3 separate regions of the Sus scrofa genome follow, and all the other regions are linked to region 1. A link is a contact called in public HiChIP or PLAC-seq data. All regions are on one chromosome and are shown on one strand. Each heading gives the region's core, a stretch centred on a gene start, on an enhancer-like site or on the middle of the called end of the contact. The rest is flanking DNA. Distances are from core to core; before and after follow the strand shown.

What was found. HiChIP or PLAC-seq counts read pairs in DNA pulled down with a chosen protein or histone mark.
Region 2: a contact with region 1 is called in an H3K27ac HiChIP or PLAC-seq map of alveolar macrophages. The contact joins the promoter of ARHGAP35 here to the enhancer-like site in region 1. A contact is called at or near these places in 4 of 5 promoter capture datasets (fetal liver, fetal skeletal muscle, liver and 1 more), 20 of 47 Hi-C or Micro-C datasets (adipose tissue, alveolar macrophages, blood and 11 more) and 2 of 2 datasets of contacts at active chromatin or transcription factors (alveolar macrophages and skeletal muscle).
Region 3: an H3K27ac HiChIP or PLAC-seq map of alveolar macrophages shows a contact between it and region 1. The contact joins two enhancer-like sites. A contact is called at or near these places in 4 of 47 Hi-C or Micro-C datasets (embryonic fibroblasts, fibroblasts and liver) and 2 of 2 datasets of contacts at active chromatin or transcription factors (alveolar macrophages and skeletal muscle).

What each region holds. Positions count from the first base shown.
Region 1 is chr6:52,813,258-52,817,451 of Sscrofa11.1, reverse strand. The region is part of intron 3 of ARHGAP35 (rho GTPase-activating protein 35); the gene reads right to left. Among named protein-coding and RNA genes, the nearest start is that of NPAS1, 42 kb to the left of the region's middle. Within about 2 kb of position 2,396, at least 40 of the 83 cell types and tissues checked have an H3K27ac peak or open chromatin away from gene starts, as enhancers often do. A contact at or near this core is called in adipose tissue, alveolar macrophages, embryonic fibroblasts and 6 more, where this site is marked.
Region 2 is chr6:52,708,973-52,713,166 of Sscrofa11.1, reverse strand. It overlaps ARHGAP35 (rho GTPase-activating protein 35), which reads right to left and starts at 1,704. Exons shown (of 7, transcript XM_021094622.1): 1 at 954-1,704.
Region 3 is chr6:52,744,525-52,748,718 of Sscrofa11.1, reverse strand. All of the region lies in intron 1 of ARHGAP35 (rho GTPase-activating protein 35), which reads right to left. Among named protein-coding and RNA genes, the nearest start is that of ARHGAP35, 35 kb to the right of the region's middle. Within about 2 kb of position 2,423, at least 3 of the 83 cell types and tissues checked have an H3K27ac peak or open chromatin away from gene starts, as enhancers often do. A contact at or near this core is called in alveolar macrophages, where this site is marked.

The DNA.
Region 1 (4,194 bases), core at 1,147-3,646:
CTAGCATCTGGCTGATCCTTTATAAGCTACCCATGTATTTACTGTCATTAATTGTGAAAGAGGGCTTCTGGACCCTGCTCTGAGCCAAATGAAGGGCTCTGTTTTTTTCCTTTGACTTTCAAGAAAATGCAAACCCCATTTGATGTGTTTAAGAAATCACAATGATAAACTGAACCTTACGTTGGCTCAGAGTTGATACTGCTTTTTCCGGGCAGCCAGAGGGGAGAGGAGTATGGCCTATAACTGAGGTGATCAGACTGCATTCTGCGAAGCAATCACGATTGTTCACAGCCAGGAGCAGCTGGGAGATCTTGCTGCCAAGAATGTGAGCATCCTTTGGGCTCTGAGTGTGACTTTGCTGGCACACTCAAGCCCAATGGCACAGGGGTGATGGCAGTGTGACTCTGAGGTGAGCTAGTGCCACGGCAGTGGGGGGCGGGTGTGTCTCACTGACTAAACAAAGACCTACCAACAAAAAAACCAGCTGAACTAACACACAGGTACAATATGTCACCACTACCCCCCTCCAAGCACACACACAATGCTAACGTCCCTTCCACAGCAGGCTCTCAAGAGAAAAGCTCCTTGAGGTCACAGGCAGATTCCTTTCAAGCATTAATGAGGGCAGAGGTTAACTTCTTTCAGGTTCCTGATTTCCAATGAACCATGAAAGGTTCAAAGATGTCACCAACCACAGCCCAGTGTCCTTCCTCTCCTGGCCTCACTAAGAAAGAATACAGGTTAAGAAGCCTCTACTGCTCTGGCAGAAAACTTGACTGCGGTTCCCACCAGCCCACAATCCCTGCACTCTGCATCTAGGATAAAACGGAGAACTGTCCACATGTGGCCTGGGGACCAGGATGTGGAAGTTCCCAGGTCAGGGATCGAACTCGTGTCGCAGTTGTGACCTGTGCCACAGCTGTGGCAACACTGCATTCCTTAATCTGCTGGGCCACAAGGGAACTTCCTGTTCCTTCTATATTTTTTGCTTTCTCAGGTCTCCACTGACCCCCAGAGATCTAAATTAAGTCTGTTATGACAATAAAAACTGCTTGCATTTACACAATGCTCCTACTGTGGGCCTGGTGCAATGATAAGCATTTTACACGCACTGTCTCAGCGGCCCTCACGACAGCCCTAGGAGCTGTACACTAACTTTACGACTATCCCGTAGGGACTTCAGAGCCTGTGCTTAACCACTGCATTCCACCACCTCCACACTTTCCCCAGATAGCACTGGGCAGAACCTGAAAGTCGCTTGTACAGCTGTGTGATTAGTTGCTGAATGTCGGTCCCCCTAGTAGAGAACAGGCATGTTCTCTTTTCTTTCTTTCTTTTTTTGGTCTTTTTAGGGCTGCACCTGTGGCACATGGAGGTTCCCAGGCTAGGGGTCAAATCAGAGCTACAGCTGCTCCACCACAGCCACAGCAACGCGGGATCTGAGCTGTGTCTGCGACCCACACCACCACCCACAGCAATGCCAGATCCCCAACCCACTGAGCAGGGCTAGGGATCAAACCAGGGTCCTGGAGTTTCCGTCATGGTGCAGTGGTTAACGAATCCGACTTGGAACCATGAGGTTGCGGGTTCGATCCCTGCCCTTGCTCAGTGGGTTGAGGATCCGGCGTTGCCATGAGCTGTGGTGTGGGTCACAGACATGGCTTGGATCCTGCGTTGCTGTGGCTCTGGTGTAGGCTGACAGCTACAGCTCCGATTAGACCCCTAGCCTGGAAACCTCCATATGCCGTGGGAGCAGCCCAAGAAATGGCAAAAAAACAAACAAACAAACAAAAAAAAACCAAAAAAAACCCCCAGGGTCCTCATGGATACTAGTCAGATTCGTTTCTGCTGAGCCATGATGGGAACTCCCCTACCTTCTTATATGGACTGGTTTTCCTGCCTCTGCTACTCCCTAGAGAAGTTACAGGGACTCAGTGACTTCAAGATCTCACCAGGGTAATAAGTCATCTGCTGTTCTATGTACCATCTCCCGATCTGGGCCGCTCACTTTATGGAGCCTTGGCTGGGATCCCCCACAAGAGGGCTGCACCCTTTCCCAGAAGCTGGGCAGAACCCACCCCCCACACCACATAAGAGGGAGCAAGAAAGCAAGGGTGAGGGCCCTCCGTCGAGAGTAGGGGCTGCTCTTAGAGGAGAGCCTGCCCCACTGCCCAGTGGGGCAGACACAGTGCCCTCCTCTCTGCGCTGGCTAAGTCAGAGCTCTCTGCAAGGAGAGGAAAAGCGCAACTGGAACCACTGGGCAAGGCAGGCCTGTTGGAAATGTTTCAGGATTTCAGCTTCCACCCAGACATTTTCTGTCTTGGATGGAAGGGCAGGATTACTCTGTGAAATAGGCTTTACTTCTCTTTGGCTGCTGGGTTCTCCAGGCAGCTTGCCAGGGCATGCTGTTCTGATCAGGGCACTGGGTCCTGAGGAAATCCGCTAGCAATGCCGAGTCACAAGCCACATGAACTCTGCTTGTCTGGAAGAGGCAAAAGTGGAGCTGCCTGCCTGCTTTTATGGCAAGAAGGCATTTTTGGAATGTAAGTGACTTGTTTATAAGCAAGCAGAAACCAGGAGGGTGGCAAGAAATGGCACATGGGAGGTAGTCAAAAAAAAGTGGAGAAAGCTTTGTTTGAAAACGATTTGGGTAATGAGAAAGCAAATGGCTAACAAACCTAGAATTAAAGGGGGAGGGAGAGATTAAGTAACACAGAACCCCCATAAAAATCACAGCATATGAAATGAAACCACATACCTCATATTTTAGCACTTTATCATTACTTCAAAGCTATATAAATACAGCAATTACTCACATAAAGCCTGTTGGTGTATTCAAGCTGTAACTGCACCTTTATATTAAATTGTTACAGTGATAGATGGGAGTATCTATACTGAAATTAGCTGCCTTCTCTGAAAGACAGAATTACAGAGATCTAGGCTGACTGCAGGGAAATAACTGACTAGATTTAACTGCTCCAGTCCCACCAATTCTCTTTCAGGACAGCTCTAGAAAGTGGTTATGATAAATGTGGACAGAAAATGGAGCCTTTTTAAGGCATCAGTTACCCAAGTGGGAAGAAACTTGGTAAAATTCTAAATCTGTTTAATCTGATGCTATAAAGCTCACAGCTTCACCAGCCCCAAACACAGAAGAAAGGGCTGGAACAAGGGTCCTTTCCATTCTGATGGCTGTGAATAGCCTCTGCCTGGGACTCTGGGATTTGTTTCCTCTCTTCTAAAAAGGGATTAGTGCTACTCTGAGGTTAACACTGTCCTCTAAGTCACGGGAGAGTCGACGAAGTGTGTACGGTGCTCTAGGAAGAAAGAGCTCTGCACGAGAGTCCTCACACTGATGACAAACATCCTGGCCCACGTCTGGGCTCTTCCTGATATTCCTTTCCAGCCTCAAAGGACGGTGGCCTCTTTAGCCTTAGGTGTTCACAGAGGGGCAGAGGAAGCCCACTGGCAAGGTCTTAAACATAGGAACTCTGTGAGGAGGGCAGGGGCAGTGTGATATAATAGGAAATATATATTTGATCGTTGTCCCCAGTTCCTGGTACAGAGCTCCTAAAACCCTTGGAATTTCCTGAGTGGCAGGAGTGTCTTTTGTTATCCACAGCTAGCCCCTTCCAAAGATACCAGTTTATGATAGTAAGGTAACTCTTGGGGGCCCCTAGATAGCTTCAGGGTGGAGGCTAGTCACCACAAAGAGCAAGCCTTGAATAGAGTCAGAGCTTTCAGCCCCACACCCCCACCTCCAGGAAGGGTAGAGATGCTAGAGTGAATTCAGTTGCTAACGGTCAATGATTTAATCCATCGTGGCTACGTGACTAAACCTCTATAAAACCCCTAAACAATCCCTAAACCTCTGGAGAGCTTTCAGGTTGGTGAACACACTGAGGTGCTGGGAGGAAGAATGGAAACTCCCAGAGAGAGCATGGAAGCTCTGAATCCCTTACCCACATTTTGCCCTAAGCTCTCTTCCATCTGGCTGTTCCAGAGCTGTGTCCTTTACAATAAACTGTAATAGCGAGCATAGCTGAACCCTAAACAACGTAGGGGTTAGGGTGCTGAACCCTAACAAAGTTGAAGACCCGCCTATACCTTATAGTGGACTCTCCTTATCTGTGATCCCTCCACATCTGTGGTCCTGCATCTGCACATTCAACTAACCACCGATCGGGTAGTACT
Region 2 (4,194 bases), core at 455-2,954, 100 kb after region 1:
TTGCAGAAATGAGAGCTGCAGGGTCAGAGAAGGGGGAGGAGGCTGCTTCACGGAAGGCAAAGTCAGAAAGCAAGCAGGCTGGAGGGCACAGCAAGATCTGAGACTGAACGAGGGGCAGAGAGGGGAGGCAGCAAAGTCTGGAAGAGAGGAAAGGATGTGAATGACACATTTTGACTAAGGGAGGAGGCAGGCAAGGTGCATCTGAGAGGCAGGGGTCAGAGAGCCCAAAGGGGTATCCGGGGGGGAGGTGTGGGACAGATTTTGCGAGGAGACAGTAGGGCCCAAGAGGGAGATGGAATTAAGTCCAAAGAGAAGACCTGGGGCAGCAGTGCCGAGACAAACGGGGTCCCAGATGGATCTCCAAGGAGGTGGAACCGCAGTTCCTAGAGGGACAGCTCCAGGGGGTGCAAGAGAGGGTAACAGCAGACCGGTCAAAGAAGGGGGCAGGGGCAGGGTGCTGAGAGCGGAACGGGAGAAGGCAGAAGGGTCACGAACCAGAATGTGAAGGTCCAGAATTAAGGGATGCGGAAGGGTCACGGAGGAGGTGGGTCCCATGAGCACTGCAGAGTCCGGGAGGGGCGAGGGGCATTACTGAGGGAAGGAAGAGGGAAAGGGGAGGCGCAGAATTGCGAGCGGAGTGGCTGCAGTGGCCGAGGGAAGGGGGAGGCCGAGGCAGACACAGAGATCCCAATGGGTCGGAGGGTGGGGGCAGACGCGGCGACAGCAGGGCTGAGGCGGGCAGGGGCAAGTCCGAAGGGCAGGCGGGCCCCGGCGGGCCGGGCCACAGCGCGAAGCGGCGGGGCCCGGGGGGCTGGGGGGCCGCTCCCTCCCCTCCCCCTCCGGCTCCTCCATTGTTCGCGGGCTCCGGGCCCCGCGGTCCCCGCCTTCCCCTGGACCCCACAACGGGGCGGCGCCCGGCCTCGCCACCGGGGCCCACGAGCTCGCGCACTCACCAGCTGGACGTCCTCAGCGCGGCCCCGGCCTCCGGATTCCCGGGAGCGGCGACGGCGGCCCCGGCGCCATGTTCTGTTGCTCCTCGTCCAGCGGCGGCTGAAGCGGCGGCGGCGGCGGCGGCGGCGGCAGCTCCGGCGGCGGGGGGCCGGGCGGACCCTCCCTCGCGGGCTCCCTCCTCCGCCTCCTCCACCTCCTCCTCCCGCCGCTCCGCTGCTCTCCCTCGGGGCGGGGGGCGGGGAGGGGAAGGGGGGAGGGGCGGGAACCAGGGGGAGGGCGGACCAGCCTCGCTTGCTCGCTCCCTCCCTCCCTCGCAATGGCGGCAGCGGCACCTCCTTCCTGCGGCCCCAGCTCCCGCGCGCGTGCCCCCTCGCTACTGCGCGTGCGTGGTGCGGGGACCTCTGCAGGGGGATAACGGCCCCTGAGCGCGCGCCGCGAGGGAATAACCCGCGCTGGGTGGGGGAGAAGTGAAAGCCCGTACGCGCCCGAGGGGCTCACTGCTACCGCAGCGGCCGGGTCCAGGGAACGGGCGCACAGGGCGCAGTGCGCGTGCGCCCCAAGAAAATGCCGCTACTGCGGTGGCTGCGGCGCGAGGCAGCGCGAGGCAGAAGGAACGGGGTGGGCAACTGCGCGTGCGCGATAAGGGATGCCAGCCGCAGCGTCTACTCGCGCTGAGGCGAAGGGAGTGGTCCGCGGGGGGCGCGCGCACCGTTGCGCGCGCCAGAAGCAGCCGATGCCCTCCTCACGCGGCCTCTTGGAGAAAACGGGAGAGAGGCATGGCCCGGCTTTGGGGGCGGGGGCGAAGGGCGCGATCCCGCTCGCGCGGGACCTGAGCAGCCAATGAGAGGCAAAGGGAGGTGGGCTTGCCGCGCGAGCGCAGCCCCCGGGATAACGGAGGAGGAAAGAGGGAGCGACGTAACGTGGGGCGGTGGGACGGAGCTGAGGAGGAGGGAGCGCACCCAGTGAGGGAATTGATTGGGGAACAGGAGGAGGCGTGGCCCGCCTTAGCCCAATCCGAACCTTGCATTTCGTCGTTCCGGAAGAGAGGGCGGTGCTGAGGAGCGCGTGCTATTTTCCCAAGCAGTGAGGAAAATCTGCAGGTTATGTGCGAGTTATTAAGACTTGCTGTGGGTTCTGTGAAGCCCTGATTTCCTGGAGAGGGGCGAGGGCCTGGTCCTCCAGGTCAGCATTGTGCAAATGACTGCAAGTCAAATGTCAGTTCGGGCGCCCGGAGGGGAAATATTAGTGATGGGAAGGGGCACTGCTATAACCCCAGAGTTCTTGTGAACTGAAGAGGGGTTCCTCTGGGATCCCTCCGGAAGTACGGATCGTGGAAGTTGAGCGTTCTGGGAGCTCAGTCAATATTTAAGGAATGCATGAAGAAACGCTATGCTTCTTACTGCATTTTTCGTTTCTTAGTCTCTTCATGTAAAAAGTGGAATGATAATCTTATCTCTTTAGTAAGGTTTGTTGTGAGAATTTAAGGAGTTCTATGTGTAAAGCACAGAAAATCATGGCTTGTTCTAAAAACGTTGATGGAGTTTCTGTCGTGGCACAGCGGAAACGAATCCGACTAGGAACCATGAGGTTGAGTGTTTGATCCCTGGCCTCGCTCAGTGGGTTAAGGATCCGGCGTTGCCGTGAGCTGTGCTATAGGTCACAGACATGGCTGAGATCTGGCGTTGCTGTGGCTGTGGCGTAGGCCAGCAGCAGTAGCTCCCATTAGACCCCTATCTAGCCTGGGAACCTCCATATGCCGTGGGTGTGGCCCTAAAAAGACAAAAAGACAAAAAATAAAAATAAAAAAATTTAAAAAGTTGATAAATAAAAACCTTTGTCCTCACGGATGCTAGTCGTTGTTTTTTGTTTTCGTTGTTTTTTGTCTTTTTGCCATTTCTTGGGCCCCGCCCGCGGCATATGGAGGTTCCCAGGCTAGGGGTCGAATCAGAGCTGCAGCCCCCGGCCTACGCCAGAGCCACAGCAACGCAGGATCCGAGCCCCGTCTGCAACCTACACCACAGCTCACAGCAACGCCGGATCCTTAACCCACTGAGCAAGGCCAGGGATTGAATCCGCCACCTCATGGTTCCTAGTTGGATTCATTAACCACTGCACCACGATGGGAACTCCATTTTTTTGAGGTTACATCTCACTGCCCTTTTTCTTTAGTTGAAGTGTACTTGATTTATAGTGTTGCGTTAGATGTACCCAAGTTTTAAAGCAGCCCAGGGAGTTCCCTTTGTGGCTCAGCGAGAACGAACCTGGCTAGTATCCTTGAGGATGCAAATTCAATCCCTGACCCCACACAGTGGGTTAAGGATCTGGCATTGCCTGTGAGCTGAGCTGTAGGTTGCAGATGAATTTTGGATCCCATGTTGCTGTGCCTGTGGCAAAGGCCAGCAGCTGTAGTCCTGATTGGATCCCTAGCCTGGGAACTTCCATATGCATAGGTGTGACCATAAGAAGAAAAAAAATTTAAAGCATCCCATTAAATAAAGGTTTTCTGATTACCGATAAGGGTCAGTTCCTTTGACTTTTTTTTTTTTACACTTTTAATGCATGAAGTTTGATTTTTATATATTAAGGTTTGTTTTTAGCACTATGGCCTAAACAAATCCAGTACATGGGCCAAATTTTCTTTTTCTTTTCCTTTTTTTTTTTTTTTGCTTTTTATGGAGGTTCCCAGGCTAGGGGTTGAGTTGGAGCTGCAGCTACTGGTCTACACCACAGTCACAGCAACGCAGGATCTGAGCCTCATCTGTTGACCTACACCACAGCTCAGGGCAATGTTGGATCCTTAACCCACTGAGCAAGGCCAGGGCACAAACCTTTGTCCTCGCGGATGCTAGTCAGATTCGTTGACCTCTGAGCCATGGGAACTCCCAGCCAGAATTTCTTTAGGCTGCCACTACAAACCTTGGCTTGTAAGTGATTTTGAGATCCATCACTTTAGAACACCATAAATACTGGGGATAAGGGACAACAGATTCCCCTACCTTAAATTCATATGTGTTTATAACTCCAATGCAGTGTTCTAGGGCCTTCCAACCTTGGAAAATTTTTGAACTGGCAGCACCTAGAAAAGAGAGAAGCCTGGACTCACTCTGGATCCAAGTACCCCTCTCTCCCCTTCTCTTAGAGCCCTTCAGCTCTGCCTTAAGTCGGCCTCGAAGTCACTTTCTCAGCGTGGCCTCCCAGATTTGGCCTGACCTCTCATACTTTGATTAAAATGAGCATTTTATG
Region 3 (4,194 bases), core at 1,174-3,673, 69 kb after region 1:
AGGGCCAGAAGTGGTAACATTCCCAAGATAGTACACATTTCATAGGACACAGAAATGCCACGGTGATCAGGCACTACTATGACTGCTAAAGCTCATACTGTCAACAGCTCTATCTGTGTTTCACCCTCCCATCCCGCAACCTCCCACATCCCACCACTACCCCACAAGAGGAGATGTTTCTGAGCTCTGTGATCTGGAGTGCCCTGTTAAGACGCAAACACCATCATTCATAACCAAAACTACTATCTCTGTGAGAAGAGCCAACAAATCCTGAAAATACATTTTGTTTCAAACAACCATACACAGAAAACACCATCAAACTAATAATATAATATTGTATAATTATATAATATTATGTGATGATATAAGGAAATAATTTCACAGCAAGGCACTAGGCAAAGGGAGCAAAATCCTTGTTACCATAATTTTTCTTAATTCCAATAGGAGTAAGGAATGGAAATATGCACTGTAACTAACAGAAAGCAGAGCATTTTCTAAATGTCCTTAATACCTCATACTTTTCAACACATTAAATTTCTGCATGGATTTTCAAAGCTATGAATTACCATCAAGAGTTGGTTAAAATGTTTGCATTAAGTAGATACATGCTAAGACTCACTGCTCCACAGAGGGGAGAGGAAAAACAAAAAAAGGGGAGAGGGAATCTACAGGAAGCATTTTCCCTGTAAACAAGAGAAATTCCTTAAGGAGAATTTTTCAGAAGAATTAAAATTTTCCAAACAGGCCAGGAAAGATGGCATATAAAAAAGCTCTAGTAAGAAGAGACTACTACTCTCTGATCTAGTGAATCACTGAATTTAAATAATCTTTAAAAACCCAATGTTTTCATTTTCATGTTAAATGTTAAAGTAGATTTTCTTAAGGTTTTTGTTGGTTTTTCCCTTTACAAAAAGAAATTAAATAATCATTGGAAATGGAGTCCAAGGTCCTCATTTATCCAATCCATTCACCTGTGAAATCCAGATAAATTTACAGAACCTTAAAGTTAGTGATGCGCACAATGTGTCAGAGTATTTAGCTATAAATAGGAATTACCATCTTTATGATACAGGGGGAGTCTTCATTTCCTCTGTGTGATTTGTTGAAACATGAAGAAATGCCCTTTTTCTTTTTCTGCTCATCTCTTTACCACGAGAAGTATCTTTTGAAATGACTACAACAAACTCAACAAGCACAACACGGCCTCTAACAATAAATAAAAGGAAAGGTAAACACTTCGATAGCCCCAGTTACAGAACAGCTAAATTGTCCTTCCTTCATAATATTTTGGAGAAGTTAACCATTTTTGCATTTCCCTTGTCTCTAATCCTTAGAATTGAGAACTGAGATGTCCACAACCAAATCAAACACATATTTACCTCTGAGATGTGATAAAAGAAAGAAAAAATGGAGCACTTTCCTTGCTGGTGTGAATCTAATAATTTGAGATACAATTTTTTCTTTTCGTTTTATGGCCACACCTGCGGCATATACAAGTTCCCAGGCTAGAGACTGAATTCAAGCCAGAGCTGCAACCTATGCAGAAACTGTGGCAACGCCAGATCTTTTTACCTGCTGTGCTGGGCTGAGATAGAACCCACACTTCCTGGGCTGCTGCAGTCTGATTCTTAACCCACTGTGCTACACTGAGAATGCTGAGATACAGTATTTTTAATTAAAAAGCAACTAGACCACACTCAATAAATGGCATAGACCATTTCTTGGGATCCAGAGAAAGGAAGAGATCATTCAGACCTGGGGTAGGGTAGGAACAGTGTCAGAGCAGATGTAATTAAGTTTAAATTAGTACATAAAACTGGCAGGGCTTGACGAGATGGCCCAGGAACTCTAAAGACATGAAAAGGTATGACTGGTGGCGACCAAAATGAAAAGGCACCAGATATGTTTTGGGACAGACTGACTGGCACAGAATTTTCATGCATGAGCAGCATAAGACAAGAAGGGCATCAGGGCTCAGACCATGAACAGACTGAACTTTTACCTGTGAGAATCTAATATGGAAATACTCTTTTATTCCACCAGTGTTATTTATGGTGGGTAACACTGCTACCTTAACTCCCTACCCAACAAATTCACACAGTCTAAGAGCTGATTATCTTACATGAAAGAAAACACCATTTGAATACGGCAATTGTGTTTTTACCGTTCAGTCCAATACAGACTAAAATAATATGGAGGGGAAGGGGCAGAAAGCGATGGATTTACGAAGGAAGCAAATAGCAAGTATTTGCCCAGAATAGTACTGGGAGTTGCTCCCACTAACAGGGGCCACACCCACCCACCCCTGTTTAGTATATGAGGGAGGATTTCCTCACAGTCACAGAATCTCACTCATCCAAGGCTCTGGGTACAGGAAATCTTTGAAATGGGTCATCAGGATCTTTGGAAAGACTGATTTAAGTGTTTAGCCATCTGGTTTTGAAACATGTAATCTCATACAACAGATGCGCTATTCTTGGACACTGGCTATGTGTGTGCATTCAGCTCTTACTATACCCTATGCAAACTCAATGGACAGCACTTTCCAGAGAGTCTAATGATGAAAACACAAAGGGAGCAAAAACAGTTTTCAAGGACTGATAACTCAGATGTCTGTTTTGAAAATAATCTGGCCTAAAGTTAATTTTTTTAAAGAACAGCTACGGAAGATTCTCTGACATTACATTTATAATTTTTACAAATGTCCCTTAATTCTCCTCCTGATCCCTCAGCCCCACCCCCTGGTAAAGGTACCTCTGAATTTCCAGGGTAGGAAAACACAGTCCCAGCCAGCACACACAGAATAAAGCAAATAGCCCATACTTCACCCTGACGCAGTTCTCAGGCAGAATTCTACAAGCCAGTCCCAACGAAACAAAATTCCAAAGCCAAGTTATTCACAGGATGAAATCAAATTTCCCTGATGAATGAAGGGAGTTGCTTTCAGCAAAAGCACTTCCTTAAATGTTATCCTCTGTAGCGCTCAGGTGCTCCTGAGTTCTGATCAGCCTCTCGGATCAAAGCAACCACAAAGAAAGATAAAACCAAAGGCTGAGAAATCTTTCTTCACTGATGCAGGACAGTTTCTCTGAGTTACCTATATTAAGAACACCACCACCACCACCACAGGATTTCTGAGAACCTCCAAAATATTCCACACCAAAGGAAATCCAACACCAAGGCCAGCTGGAAACTAAAGTTACTCGAATACACCTCCTTGGTATCACAGCCTATCTACCGTTAAAATACAGTGAGATGAGATTCCTACCAAACCCAAAATACAAAAACACAGCTAAGTTTTGCCTTTGAATTTCCTGGTATTCAGGCCAAGTCTACATTTATTTTTATTTTTTTACTTTTTTGCTTTTTAGGGCCACACCTGAGGCATATGGAGGTTCCCACACTAGGGGCTGAACTGGAGCTGCAGCTGCTGGCCTATGCCACAGCCACAGCCATGTAGGATCCAAGCAGCATCCACGACCTACATCATAGTTCACTGCAATGCTCCATCCTTAACCCACTGAGCAGGGCCAAGGATGGAACCTCGTGGTTCCTAGTCGAGTTTGTTTCTGCTGTGCCACAACAGGAACTCCCCTATATTTATTTTTGAAATGGTAAAGAAAACCCATAAAATTATTTCAGCAATTGCTTCTGAGCACTTTGATCTATTCGATTTTTTTTTTAACTCAGTAGGAAAAAAAGTTCTTTTTGAAAGAACATTCTCCAAAAAAAAAAATTTCTCTGAATATACAGAAGTGGGGGCACTCTCCAGCCAAATGTGTCTTATAGAGAAAGAAACCGGCATTTCTGTCAATGAGAAAAATGGGCTGGCTTATTTTCAAGTCCAACAGTAAGCCTCACTATTCTATTCCCTTGGTGGCGGTCTAAGATGACATGGAGATTTCAGCCCATTATTTCTAAGTATTTCTCACTACTCAGTTGCATTATTCTACAAATTGCCAGTGCTAAAACAGACTACTTCAAGTAATAAAAGTTATGCCACATGTATAAACCTTTTTAAAAGAATGGATGGTTTTATTTAAAGTTAAAATTCATGGGGGAAAAATGTAATTGTAATGTATACATGTAAGGATAACCTGACCCCCTTGCTGTACAGTGGGAAAATAAAAAAAAAATTATAAAAAAAAAAAATTTCACCTGTACTGAAGATAAGAACAATGGTCAATCACACAG